Linked DNA regions of Salmo salar: region 1 is linked to region 2. The links are chromatin contacts, called in public Hi-C maps. All regions are on one chromosome and are shown on one strand. Each heading gives the region's core, a stretch centred on a gene start, on an enhancer-like site or on the middle of the called end of the contact. The rest is flanking DNA. Distances are from core to core; before and after follow the strand shown. Region 1 holds the start of LOC106590441 (protein shisa-2). Region 2 holds the start of LOC106590443 (phospholipid-transporting ATPase IB).

Region 1 (7,402 bases), core at 3,440-5,939, 140 kb before region 2:
TTTGAAAAGACAATTGACTTCTCCTTCAGAACACATTCCGCAACCTTGGAAAATAATTTGATGGGCATTTCAGTTTTCCCCAACAGATTTATGTTACACTTAAGATTCTAATTCGCAAGTATACAACAACACAGCAATAATATAATTTGACAGTTCTGTTTAGCCTTTCAGTCAGTATACTTTCAGTAGGTTAATTGTACATTACTTACTTTCAAGGCAAAGACCCCACAAGAAGTAACATCTTGTTGGCATGGGCGAGGAAGGGCACCACACACCCATCTGGAGATATTACATTTACATTTAAGTCATTTAGCAGACACTCTTATCCAGAGCGACTTACAGTAGTGAATGTATACATTTCATACATTTAATTTCACGCATTTTTTTGTTTTACTGGCCCTTCGTGGGAATCGAGCCCACAACCCTGGCGTTGCAAACACCATGCTCTACTAACTGAGCCACAGTTAGTAGAGCATGGAATGATCTGAACATTACATGTTAATAAAAGTACAGCATTTTGAAACACTTTATTGATTACAATATAGAGATTAATAACAGAGGGGAATCTGAGAAGGCAGGGATTCCAGCAGGGTGTGAGTTGAAGTAGTCAAATCTGGAGCTGACAAGGGCTGGAATGTAAATGACGTGATCATCTCAGATTATCTAACATCTGAGAATGGGCAGGCATTCCGTTGGATGAAGAGCATCTCCGTCTTGCTGATTATGTGCTGTCATCCAGGTGGAAATGTAGGTATATCTGATGTAGGAAAAGAGATAAGAGATAAGTTGACTGTCCTGTGAATATGTTTATGTATACAGTTGAAGTCGGAAGTTTACATACACCTTAGCCAAGTACATTTAAACTCAGTGTTTCACAATTCCTGACATTTAATCCTAGTAAATATTCTCTGTCTTAGATCAGTTAAGATCACCACTTTATTTTAAGAATGTGAAATGTCAGAATAATACTAGAGAGAATGATTTATTTCAGCTTTTATTTCTTTCATCACATTCCCAGTGGGTCAGAAGTTTACATACACTCAATTGGTATTTGGTAGCATTGCCTTTAAATTGTTTAACTTGAGTCAAACGTTTCGGGTAGCCTTCCACAAGCTTCCCACAATAAGTTGGGTGAATTTTGTCCCATTCCTCCTGACAGCTGGTGTAACTGAGTCAGGTTTGTAGGCCTCCTTGCTCGCGCACGCTTTTTCAGTTCTGCCCACAAATGTTCTATAGGATAGAGGTCAGGGCTTTGTGATGGCCACTCCAATACCTTGACTTTGTTGTCCTTAAGCCATTTTGCCACAACTTTGGAAGTATGCTTGGGGTCATTGTCCATTTGGAAGATCCATTTGTGACCAAGCTTTAACTTCCTGACAGATGTCTTGAGATGTTGCTTCAATATATCCACAATTTTCCTACCTCATGATGCCATCTATTTTGTGAAGTGTACCAGTCCCTCCTGCAGCAAAGCACCCCCACAACATGATGTTGCCACCCCCGTGCTTCACAGTTGGGATGGTGTTCTTCGACTTGCAAGCCTCCCCCCTTTTCCTCCAAACATAACGATGGTCATTATGGACAAACAGTTCTATTTTTGTTTCGTCAGACCAGAGGACATTTCTCAAAAAAGTACGATCTTTGTCCCCATGTGCAGTTGCAAACCATAGTCTGGCTTTTTTATGGAGGTTTTGGAGCAGTGGCTTCTTCCTTGCTGAGCGGCCTTTCAGGTTATGTCGATATAGGACTCGTTTTACTGTGGATATAGATACTTTTGTACCTGCTTCCTCCAGCATCTTCACAATGGGTGGCAGGTAGCCTAGTGGCCTAGTGTTTAGCGCGTTGGACTAGTAACCGAAAGGTTGCAAGATCGAATCCTCGAGCTGACAAGGAAAAAATCTGTCGTTCTGCCCCTGAATAAGGCAGTTAACCCACTGTTCCTAGGCCGTCATTGAAAATAAGAATTTGTTCATAACTGACTTGCCTAGTTAAGTAAAGGTAAAACATTTTTTTTAAAAAGGTCCTTTGCTGTTGTTCTGGGATTGATTTGCATTTTTCGCACCAAAGTACGTTCATCTCTAGGACACAGAACGCGTCTTCTTCCTGAACGGTATGACAGCTGCGTGGTCCCATGGTGTTTATACTTGCGTACTATTGTTTGTACAGATGAACGTGGTACCTTCAGGTGTTTGGAAATTGCTCCCAAGGATGAACCAGACTTGTGGAGGTCTACAATTATTTTTCTGAGGTCTTGGCTGATTTCTTTTGATTTTCCCATGATGTCAAGCAAAGAGGCACTGAGTTTGAAGGTAGGCCTTGAAATACATCCACAGGTACACCCCCAACTGACTCAAAGTATGTCAATTAGCCTATCATACGCTTCTAAAGCCATGACATCATTTTCTGGAATTTTCCAAGCTGGTTAAAGGCACAGTCAACTTAGTGTATGTAAACTTCTGACCCACTGGAATTGTGATACAGTGAATTATAAGTGAAATAATCTGTCTGTAAACAATTGTTGGAAAAATTACTTGTGTCATGCACAAAGTAGATGTCCTAACCGACTTGCCAAAACTATAGTTTGTTGAAAAGAAATTTTGGAGTGGTTTAAAAATGAGTTTTAATGACTCCAACATAAGTGTATGTAAACTTCTGACTTCAACTGTATTTACTGTACATGTGTGTGTGTATGTGTATATATATCTTGGTATATATTTTTAAATTTTAACTTCTATTATTATTATCATTATTGTGTTTTGTGGTTGAGGGGGGTTGATGGGGATGTTGGAGGTGCTGGGGGTGTGCTATTGAGGGCGAATGGACCTATTGGGGAGGGGATTCTACATGGAGGCACATTCAGTCATAATTTTGTTTATTATATTATTATACATTTTAAAAAATATATTAGTTTAAGAGTGTACTGTGATTATGGATATGCACTCATGTTGACTTATATGTTTGAACTTTCTTTTTCGCCCAGAGTACATCAGAGTCAAATACTTTCTATAGAACAAACTTCACGTCAGAATAGGCAACCGAAATGAATAATTAATGTATGTGTGTTATATTAAACATAGAGGAAGGTGAAAATGTAGGCAAGCAATTACTCATTTTGACAAAGAGATTTATTTATAGACTAATACACTTAAAACAAATAGCCAAACCGAAAAGTGCAGACATTACTAGTGCCTCCCCCGCGATCAAACCGACATTAAAAATAAAATGAAACGCAGCCTAACGTGATCAGAAATCTCAACTCGCAAGCAAGTCGCGGCAATGAAGAATTTAGTGCGTGCGCGTTCACGCGAGGGGGGGGGGGGTGTTCTGGCAGGGGGGAGCTGTTGTGCTGCGCTGTGTATCCAACAGTTGCGCGCTTCTAGGTAAAATAACTTCCCTTCCTAGTTACCAAGGACGCTATTTGACAGTAGAGCATGATGGGAAATGTAGTCTTCAACATAGCCACAAGTAAGGGGTGTAGTGTAACTAGTGGGTGCTTCAGACAGGGCTGAATAGTGAAAACAAAATGACCTGAAACATAGGCCAACTATTCATCACGTCCCCAAATAAAAACATAAACAATGTAAATAATTAGCATAATTTGTATAAATTATGGAAAACAATTTTATACTATCATGTGTACTAATATTTATAACCACCAGGTGGCAATGTCATCTAACGAATGATTTTCAACTTCACTAATGTTTCAAATGTGCTCGATGATTGAACAGTAGACCTACTCATACAGTGGTGTAAAAATACTTTAAAGTACTACTTAAGTCGTTTTTTGGGGGGTATCTGTACTGTACTTTTCTATTTATATTTTTGACAACTTTTACTTTTACTCCACTACATTCCTAAAGAAAATAATGTACTTTTTACTCCATACATTTTCCCTGACAGACAAAAGCACTCATTACTGAAAGCAGGACAGTAAAATGGTCCAATTCACACAGTTATCAAGAGATTATCCTTGGTCATCCCTACTGCCTCTGATCTTGTGGACCCCCTAAACACAAATGCTTCCTTTGTAAAGATGTCTGAGTGTTGGAGTTTGGCCCAGGTGATCCGTAAATTAGAAAAACATCACAATCTTGCCATCTGGGTTGCTTATAATAGGGCATTTTAAATTATTTATACTTTTAATTTGGATACTTGTGTATATTTTAGCAAATACATTTACTTTTGATACTTAAGTATATTTAAAACCAGATACTTTTAGACTTTTACTCAAGTAGTATTTTACTGGGTGACTTTTACTTTTGCCTGTTCATTTTCTATTAAGTTATCTTTAATTGGGTACTTTTTCCGTCACTGTACACATAGCATAACGAGGCCTATACCATAACTACTTTTGTAATTTTCTAGCTCTAGTAGAATACACCTTATTCCCATGACATGAACACTGAGCATGCAATAAGATAAGTAGGTAGGTAATGGTATTCACTTGATAAGGCCTATTAACATCCAACCATGTGTGCGTGTGTGTGTGTGTGTGTGTCTTGGCCATAGTTTTTATGCACACAAGTCAATTTAAGGTGATAATGTATGAGTGAGAGCTACTCTCGGCCAGCAGTCAATACGTGCACTCCATTCAACAATCAGGCCTTCCATTGTGCGCGCAGGGGTCCCAAGGGGGTAACCACACCCAACACCGCACGGGGGCTACCCTCGGAAAGCGGAGGGGCTCTTCAGAACTGAGCGCAGTGACACTTGTTCACACTGACAACTGGCTGGCTGGCTGGCTGAGCACTGAGAAGTCTAGGAACATGTCAGTGACCAATGCGCAAGCGGAAGTTTAACTGTTGCCCACCTTTCATTGAAACTGGACACGCTGATTCGAAGCGCTCTCGACCTAGATGGACTCGGACTGGGAGGCAATACTGTATGAATGGGTGCAAAATTGACATGTCTTGCACGGATCTTTCTGACGTAGACTATCCCCAAGAAACCGTGAATAACATGCTCTGTTCGAATTTAGTCTCATGGTCTACTTTTCTATATGTTAGTCTACTGTAGAAACGTTTGGAGGAGTTGATCGACATGCATTAGAAGAGGAGAAACACAACTTGCTGGGCTGGTGGACTGGACAGGACAGAGGAAGATTTCGTGAGAACACTCGCAGGGCGGTATGGATTACATGTAAAGCCAGTGTTGGTTTCGCTGCTATTTGGGGGAAAGTCATCCGAGAAGTGCATTTTCAGGAGAACATGGACAGCCTCGCTTCCGTGCCAGAGGGATTCCGTTCAGCCTGGATTGATGTTTCCTGGGACTCGCAGAGCTGAGCCGTGGAATGGAGAGTGAAATAAGCTCTATGAAAAAATAGGCTATTTATAAGATTGGTGTCAAATGTATTTATGTTCTGGGTATCATAGTTTATTTTCCCAAAAATCGTAAATAAACTACTTGGAATCTTGTGATAAACTTCGGACAGTGGATACTTTGAAAAGGGGCGCTTTGGTGACAAACGTGTGGATCTATTGAATTAGGCTATGCACGGAATTCAACTGTCAAATGACAGTTTCAAAGACGTTTTGTTTTGTCTCCACTTTGTCGCCACTCTTTCTTTAATTTCATCCATCCACCGTATCACTCCGTTAACCAGGTTCGAGCCGTAGAGAAAGAGAAATAAACCCTCAGTCTCTTATAGCGCGCCCACACGGGTACCGGGGTCGGGATGTGGGGTGGCCGAGGTCTCCCAATGTCTGTCATCGTGGTTGTAACTCTACTCCTGGTTATTATTGACGTTAAGGCGAGTGGAGAGTACTGTCACGGTTGGCATGACACCCAGGGCACCTGGAGAGAGGGCTTCCAGTGCCCGGAGAAGTTCGATGGTGAGGATGCCATCATCTGCTGCGGGAAATGCGAGCTCCGGTACTGCTGCTCCAGCACTGAAGCACGGCTGGACCAGGGGACTTGTGAAAACGACAAGCAAGCCCAGGAACCGGGCACCAACAGCAAGGAGAACAAGGATACGGGCGCAGGTAAGAACTCTGTCTCTCTGTCTGGCCCAGCACGGTCAGCTTTAGGGGCCATAGCAGCTGTGTGCCTGCCAAACGCTCTGCCTTAAGGCTGCAAAGCTCTCATTGTCTGCTCAAAATTATAATGTATTTTATAAACTAGATTTAATACTGACCTAGTTTAAATTGTATAACTTAATTGTTATACACCAGCAATATTGCATTTCCAAGTAGTTGAGAGTGAGGCAGAAAGAGTGGGCCTAATTGCCTAAGTTTAAAGGTTAGGCTACACTGGCCCAGGACTACAACAAATGACACAGGTCTAATTTAAGTTGGAGGTATGGGGTTCTTCATTATTTCAAACATTTGAGTATGTTGTAGTTTTTCCAAACACTATCTCTATCTGGGATCTTTACAATCGCTTAAATAGATGCAATAGGCCGATATCCCGCTTCAGTTGGCAGCGACAGCTGCAGAGGAGTTTGCCTGGTTACCCAGACTCCCTACTCCGGCCAAACGCTACGCCACGCCCACGGACATTAGTTTCTTCTCTGTAACGAGTCTGGATCTGAGTACCCCCAACGCTTCACCAAACGTGAACACATTCGGGGCAGTCTGATTGGTCAAGGAACCGATGGGTTGGGCCAGAGCCAGAACACACTTGTGTAAAACAGGAGTTTGAAAATTCTTCATTGGCTTTGATACTCTGATTGGTTAGAGATGACTACTTTGTTTTGTGCAATGCCCCTTGTGCCCCTTGTCAACACAAAGGACTTCAATGATGGTAGTCTCACAGCATGGTTACACCAGCCACAATCTGAACATGTTGATTTAGTCAAATACAATAATATATGTTTTATTGTCACATAGAACAGATAGGTACAGTGAAATGGGTTGTTTTACAGGGTCAGCCATAGTAGTATGATAGGTACAGTGAAATGTGTTGTTTTATAGGGTCGGCCATAGTAGTATGATAGGTACAGTGAAATGTGTTGTTTTACAGGGTCAGCCATAGTAGTATGATAGGTACAGTGAAATGTGTTGTTTTTCAGGGTCAGCCATAGTAGTATGATAGGTACAGTGAAATGTGTTGTTTTACAGGGTCAGCCATAGTAGTATGATAGGTACAGTGAAATGTGTTGTTTTACAGGGTCAGCCATAGTAGTATGATAGGTACAGTGAAATGTGTTGTTTTACAAGGTCAGCCATAGTAGTACAGCACCCCTGGGGGAAATTAGGGTTAAGTGCCTTGCTGAAGGGCACATTGGCAGATTATGCACCTTGTTGGATTGGGTATTCAAACTAGTTACCTTTCAGTTACTGGCCCAACATTCTAACCACTAGACTACCTGCCGCCATCTATTTTAGCACTTAGCTTCAGCAGAAGGTGGTTCATGCACGTCCATGTTCCCTTGAGCAAGGCCCTTAACCCTAATTGCTCCTGT
Region 2 (6,991 bases), core at 2,625-5,124:
AACAACGACTCATCCGCGAACTGGTAGGCCACACAAGCTCACAGAATGGCCCCGCCGAGTGCTGAAGCTTGTAGCCCGTAAAAATCATCTGTCCTCGGTTGAAACACTCACTACGGAGTTCCAAACTGCTTCTCGAAATGGGTTTCCATGGCCGGGAAGCCGCACACAAGCCTAAGATCACCATGTGCAATGCCAAGCATCGGCTGGAGTGGTGTAAACCTCGCCGCCATTGGACTCTGGAGCAGTGGAAACACATTCTCTGGAGTGATGAATCACGCTTCACCATCTGGTAGTAAGATGGACAAATCTGGGTATGGCGGATGTCAGGAGAACGCTACCTGCCCCAATGCATAGTGCCAACTGTAAAGTTTGGTGGAGGAGGAATAATGGTCTGGGGCTGTTTTTCATGGTTCAGGCCCCTTAGTTCCAGTGAAGGGAAATCTTAATGCTACAGCATACAATGACATTATAGACGATTCTGTGCTTCCCACTTTGTGGCAACGGTTTGGGGAAGGCCCTTTCCTGTTTCAGCATGACAATGCCCCTGTGCACAAAGCGAGGTCCATACAGAAATATTTTGTCAAGATAGGTGTGGAAGAACTTGACTGGCCTGCACAGAGCCCTGACCTCAATCCCATTGGGATGAATTGGAACGCAGACTGCGAGCCAGGTCTAATCTCCCAACATCAGCGCCCGACCACACTAATGCTCTTGTGGCTGAATGGAAGCAAGTCCCCACAGCAATGTTCCAACATCTAGTGGAACGCTTCCCAGAAGAGTGGAGACTGATATGATGTAGCAGCAAAGGGGAACAACTCCATATTAATGCCCATGATTTTAGAATGAGATGTTCCAAGAGAAGGTGTCCATATACTTTTGGACATGTAGTGTGTGTCCCCAAAAAGACCCGCCTCAGACACACAGACAATAGCCTGATTTATATCATTATATCTTTATACATGGTAAACAAACCACACTTCTCTGGGGACTGTACACACACAGAATAGTAATGCGGCGGCAGGTATCCTGGCGGTTAGGAGCATTGGGACAGTAACCAAAAGGTTGCTGGATCGAATCCCGAGCAAGACAATTAACCCTTATTTCTCCTGGGTAGCTGTCAATAATGTCTGTTCCCTGACCCCACTCTGAGTGTCTCAGGGAGAGTGGGATATGCAAAAAACACATTCCCATGTCACACCTTACAGGTTACTCACTTGTACATACAATGAAACAAGACTATATACGCAACCCCTTACTATTATATAATCAGTGAAGAACTGTCAACATCTCCCTTAAATGTCACTGGGGGGGGGGTCCGTTAATAGGTCTATAGGGATAGTATGAGTGTTTGTTCCCGGATGTGTCGTCCTGTCTTGACTCCTGGGTCCTGACTGTCCTGATTAACCCAGAGTAAAAGTAATTTTCTGTCAATATCAGCTTTCCCTGGAATCTCTCACTCGAACCTGTTGGAGGAAAAACAGTCAGTCACACACAAACACCCGCCACAATGCACTTGTGCCAGTCACTCAAGGTCATTCAGCCACATGCATACCCTCTTCCAGGACAATCCCTCCAAAGCCCAAATGGAGCATCGGCAAACACAAAGTCATATTTGGCTGCATCACTGCCAAACCTGCCCCAGCTATCTCCCAAAACCCTGACCTCCTCCCCTCTAATCCCTGCAGCCTTGACCCAAAACCCTGACCTCCTCCCCTCTAATCCCTGCAGCCTTGACCCAAAACCCTGACCTCCTCCCCTCTAATCCCTGCAGCCTTGACCCAAAACCCTGACCTCTTCCCCTCTAATCCCTGCAGCCTTGACCCAAAACCCTGACCTCCTCCCCTCTAATCCCTGCAGCCTTGACCCAAAACCCTGACCTCCTCCCCTCTAATCCCTGCAGCCTTGACCCAAAACCCTGACCTCTTCCCCTCTAATCCCTGCAGCCTTGACCCAAAACCCTGACCTCCTCCCCTCTAACCCCTGCAGCCTTAAACAAAAACCCTGACCTCCTCCCCTCTAATCCCTGCAGCCTTGACCCAAAACCCTGACCTCCTCCCCTCTAATCCCTGCAGCCTTGACCCAAAACCCTGACCTCTTCCCCTCTAATCCCTGCAGCCTTGACCCAAAACCCTGACCTCCTCCCCTCTAATCCCTGCAGCCTTGACCCAAAACCCTGACCTCCTCCCCTCTAATCCCTGCAGCCTTGACCCAAAACCCTGACCTCTTCCCCTCTAATCCCTGCAGCCTTGACCCAAAACCCTGACCTCCTCCCCTCTAACCCCTGCAGCCTTAAACAAAAACCCTGACCTCCTCCCCTCTAATCCCTGCAGCCTTGACCCAAAACCCTGACCTCCTCCCCTCTAATCCCTGCAGCCTTGACCCAAAACCCTGACCTCCCCCCCTCTAACCCCTGCAGCCTTAAACAAAAACCCTGACCTCCTCCCCTCTAATCCCTGCAGCCTTGACCCAAAACCCTGACCTCCTCCCCTCTAATCCCTGCAGCCTTGACCCAAAACCTCTTATAGAAGTCACTCACTGACACGGTCAAAACGCCAATAATCATGCTAGGATTTTCCGTGTGTACATAGGCTAGAGTCCTGTGCAATGATGCTTTCTGCTGTCCCTGTGAAGCATAGAGGGCAAACGTGCATCTGTGACGCATTGTTTTTCTTCGGGGACAAAAGCATAATGAATAGCCCCAAAAGACCAATCACTATTCTGCACCAGTATACAGGCCCAGATAATAATGTCTCTATTATGTAGCCTAAACTAGCACAGATTTCGTGTTCAACTGTGTGGGTCCCGCGTGACCTCAACAGGTGAGATGGCCTTCCCGCTAGGGGCTTAGAATAAGATCCCTTAGTCACGTTCCCTTTAAGCAACGACTGTGTTAAACAACGGGCTCTCCCACGGTGCCGAACTGTAGCCTATGTGTCGGAATAAAGTATGTCCTGTCCTGACAGTTTGCACCCTTCACACCATTAACCCATTCGCCCTGGGAAAGTAAATCGGTTCCGTGGACAAATAGCCTACATAGGCATTTCTGTAGGCTAGTCTATTACGCGCACTGTTTAAAGTGAGGCCATGACATGTCGGTCCCCGCTCACCTACACTAACCTCCTCTCCGTCTACCGGTATTTACTGAATTATTTCACACAGTACGCTACGCTATACGAAGCATTCGACACTGACTCAGTTGAAGCGCTGAGCCCACAACCCGAGTCAGTCCGTGCCAATAGAAAATGAGCCCTGCACTGACTGTGTAACCTATGACAGGGTGCACCGCCTCCGTGCCGCAGTCCTGGGATAAACAAGGCCATCCCAACCCCTATAGTCCCAATAATATAGCCTAAAGCACATATATAATAGGACAGATTGCACAAATTGTTAATATAATCAATCAATCCGTCCTCGTCGCAATGTTTATGTCGCTGCCAGTTCGACCCCTATAATTACCCATGTAGCTGTACTGTAGACTACAGTACATGTACTACTGTAGACTACAGTACATGCGTCGTCCCCTCTAGACACGCTTACCGCCCTCGCTGTGGATCTTCTTCGATCGCCGGTTGAAATACATCCTGAACTTGTGCGGGTCTGTATCAGGCTGGAAGAGGGCGTCCGGGGCACTGGCATGCTCGTGGCTCACTGTCACAGCGGGGAATGCGGGCCCGGGACAAGGCTGCATTCGCTCGGAGATGAATCATAACTGACCAGTAGGACGACAGACCGTGGTGGGTCTACTTAGCAGCGACGAGGGCGCGCATAGATGCCATGTGTTCGTGCGTGCGTGCGGCTTCGTCCTCAGCCAAACTCACAAAAAGGATAACCTCGTTCCTTCGTTCAGACTCACTTTGCTTCAACTGGATATGCACGTAGCCAATGTGTGCCATAAGTTAAATAGTGTAACATGCCATGTGTAAAAATAGCCTAGTAACGCAGTAGCCATAGGCTGCAGGAGGCCAACACTGCACAGCTAGGTTAAATAGCATGCCAAACGGGTATAGGGAATATGACTATTAGCACTATGGTCATTTAATATTTGGATATTTAAAAAAATGAAGTGTTACATTCATCTAATTTCATAGGCCTAGGAGTAATTTATTGCCTAGCGAGGTCTGTCATAGGAGATGTGGATAAAACAGTGGTTCTGTGTGAGGAACACAAAGTCACACAAAATAACTCCAGGCATAACAAAGCTGTATTTAATTCCATTGTTAAGGAGCAGAGAAGAAAACCTTTGTATATTTATATTACACAGTAACAGAACACATTAATATTAACAGTTTATTGTTTTAATCTCATCACATAACAATAAGTATTCAATATCTCAAAGGATGTTTTTGATCTCATTAAATAGGAACAGAATAAATACTAAATTCGATGGCCACGGACCCTCCCACTCGGTCTTAGATTAACATTCAGGTGACTGATTAATGCTGCTAAATCATATGACATTCTGTTTTATCACTTCCTTCAGCCCTACCACACACACTTATTCATCACACTCACAGCTCCACAATGCACATACGCTCAGATTCTGCAGTATACAAAGAGCAATATTACCCAATTATCACACCCCTGTCTCATGGGTCTGCGTGACAAAAGTCAGGATTCAAATGACAGAAAACCCCTACACTGCCTGGACACCAATAACACTGGCCTCCAGTTCTCACCATGTTGTACTGTGGTGAATACTGCCCCTGGTGGTAACATGGTGATACTGCATGCAGGAAGAGCCAATTGAGATCTAGGCCAGGCTAATGGAGGAAGAAATCTGTTGTTCACTGATCTGAAAGGATTGGATAGATATAGAAAATGGTTGAGTGGAGCCGGAACCATTTTGCTTTCACCTATTCATTCCTTTCTGGTTTGTGAACATGGAAATCAGGCCATGACAGGCAGGTTCTACCAGAGCTGGGACTTTAAAACACAGACGTTAGAGGAGTGGGAGGTGAACTACTTTTTGATTAAGGGGGCATCTCTAGGAGACCAAGGGTAGAGGGACAACATACTACTAAGCAGATACTCTATTTCCCAACAGAGGAACTAATCATTGATGCCAAGGAGTAAACAAGGGAGAAAGAACAGCACTATAATGTTTAAAAATGTAACTATGCAAAACAGTCCTTCCTTCCCTCCATGTTATTGCACAACTCCTTGTCTAGCATCAACATTATTGGCCTGTCTCTGTAACAGACAAGTCCTACTACAAGTGCTTGCTGCTAAATCACACACTTTCCTGATCATCTTTTGCTTTAGATGTTTCTTTCTGACTTGGCGTACTAATATTTTTAGTGTCAAAGGCTGTAACGGAATGAAATGTTGAACATTCCCTGTGGATCTGTGGGGTTAGATGGCTAGGTTGAAATACACTGAACAGGTGGGCAGACAACAGGATCCTTGGGACCACTGACCAAGTGAAAACTCATTCAAAAGTCAATACACGACAGCCTTTGTCCACACAACGTCAAATCATAGAGGACACTTTGAAAGGAATGTCGGAGCTTTAAAATGGAGGATTCCAATATTAGCTTTAACTTAAAATGGCTGTTTCCTGCTTCTGCTTAAAATGCAAGGCGACTGAGAAGGACTTTCTCTTCTGAACCCCAAAACACAGGAGCCGGTGACATATTTACACGTTCAACCAAATCAAGTCCAGAGATGTGTCTGACTAATTACTGTAGTCTGGTTGTGACAGGGCGATGTCACAGCACATCAGGTAGAGGAGCAGCAGCTGGCTATAGTAGCTCATTAGCATAAGTCCTATCTTTACATGTGGACCTCAGTGACATCATGACAGAGTGGCCAAAGAGAAACAAGGAGGAAAGAAAAGAAAAAAAAAAAAGTGCTGAAAATAAAATACGTCTAAAAAAATAAAGCTTTGTTAATTCTCTGCATTTATAGTTTTTTCTCCCCCCCTCAATGGATAGCGCAATGATAAATGAAAACATTAAAGCGCTATGTACATGCACCGTCCACTCCGCTCGGGCATGCTCAGTTCAGCCAACAGGTGGCAAAGTGTAGCTGGTGGCGGTCTAGGGTCAGGGGGTTCTAGGGATCAAAGGTCAGGGCAGGGTCAGTCCTGGTGCACCGGGAGGATGGGCTGCCTGCAGATGGGGCAGGTGTTGTTTTCAGAGAGCCAGCGGTCGATGCAGTGGATGTGGAACTCGTGGGCGCAGGGCAGGCGGCGCAGCTTATTCCCCTGGGCATACTCATTAATGCAGACGCTGCAGGCGCGTCCCGCCTCTCCCTCCAGGCTAGCCTGGCCGTAGGTGCGAGTGGCCAGATTATCGATCTGCTCTTTGGTCAGGCCACGAGGGTGCTCCTCGTCCTCCTCATCGTTGAGCAGGAAGAAGTGGGCCAGACGCAGGATGGGCAGTGTGCCGTTTTCCACAAGGTTGTTTGTGTCCCTGCTCGTCGGCCGACCCTCATTGGGGGTGGGGACTCCACCGGCGTCACTCCCGACTAATCTCTCCTGGCCTCCTTCCTCCTCGGCCCCTGCCGCTCCCTCGGTCTCCACCTCCGCCCCTCCTGCCTGACCTTCCGCCCCAGTTCCACTCTCGTTGCCGTGGCTATGGTAGGCCTGTGTGGTGGTGTTTGCGTTGGGTCCTGCAGGGTCCTGGTGACCTGGCGTGCCCCCGGTGGTCTCAGAGTCAGCCTCCGTCTCCATGAGGGAGCTGAGCTCCCCGAAGCCGGTCATGATCTGTCTGAGGATGGAGCGCAGGGCGGTGGAGCTGGGCTCCCCCAGGCCCGTCTCACTGATCCTCCTCAGAGGGATCCGGATGGTGCTGACGTAGGTCCGGATCCCGGCCCGCTCCGAGCGGGAGATGGTGCGCCGGAAGCCTCCACTGTCACTCTCGAAGGTGACGGTATTCTCGGCAGCGCGGGCCCGGGAGCGGGTACGGCTGGCGATGCTGTCCCGGTCCCGGTTCTCTCCCGGTCGGATGCGACGCACCTGCAGATCCAGCATGATGGTGGGATGGCGCCG

What was found. A called contact is a pair of places that touch in the nucleus more often than the background predicts.
Region 1: a contact with region 2 is called in a Hi-C map of muscle, with 5 times the contacts expected there. The contact joins the promoter of LOC106590441 here to the promoter of LOC106590443 in region 2. A contact is called at or near these places in 2 of 3 Hi-C or Micro-C datasets (gill and muscle).

Annotation. Positions count from the first base shown.
Region 1 is chrssa29:26,426,789-26,434,190 of Ssal_v3.1, reverse strand. It overlaps LOC106590441 (protein shisa-2), which reads left to right and starts at 4,689. Exons shown (of 2, transcript XM_014181489.2): 1 at 4,689-5,981. The coding sequence starts at 5,675.
Region 2 is chrssa29:26,287,170-26,294,160 of Ssal_v3.1, reverse strand. It overlaps LOC106590443 (phospholipid-transporting ATPase IB), which reads right to left and starts at 3,874. Exons shown (of 36, transcript XM_014181490.2): 1 at 3,538-3,874. The coding sequence starts at 3,688. It overlaps LOC106590444 (E3 ubiquitin-protein ligase RNF6), which reads right to left. Exons shown (of 4, transcript XM_014181495.2): 4 at 4,184-6,991. The coding sequence ends at 6,080.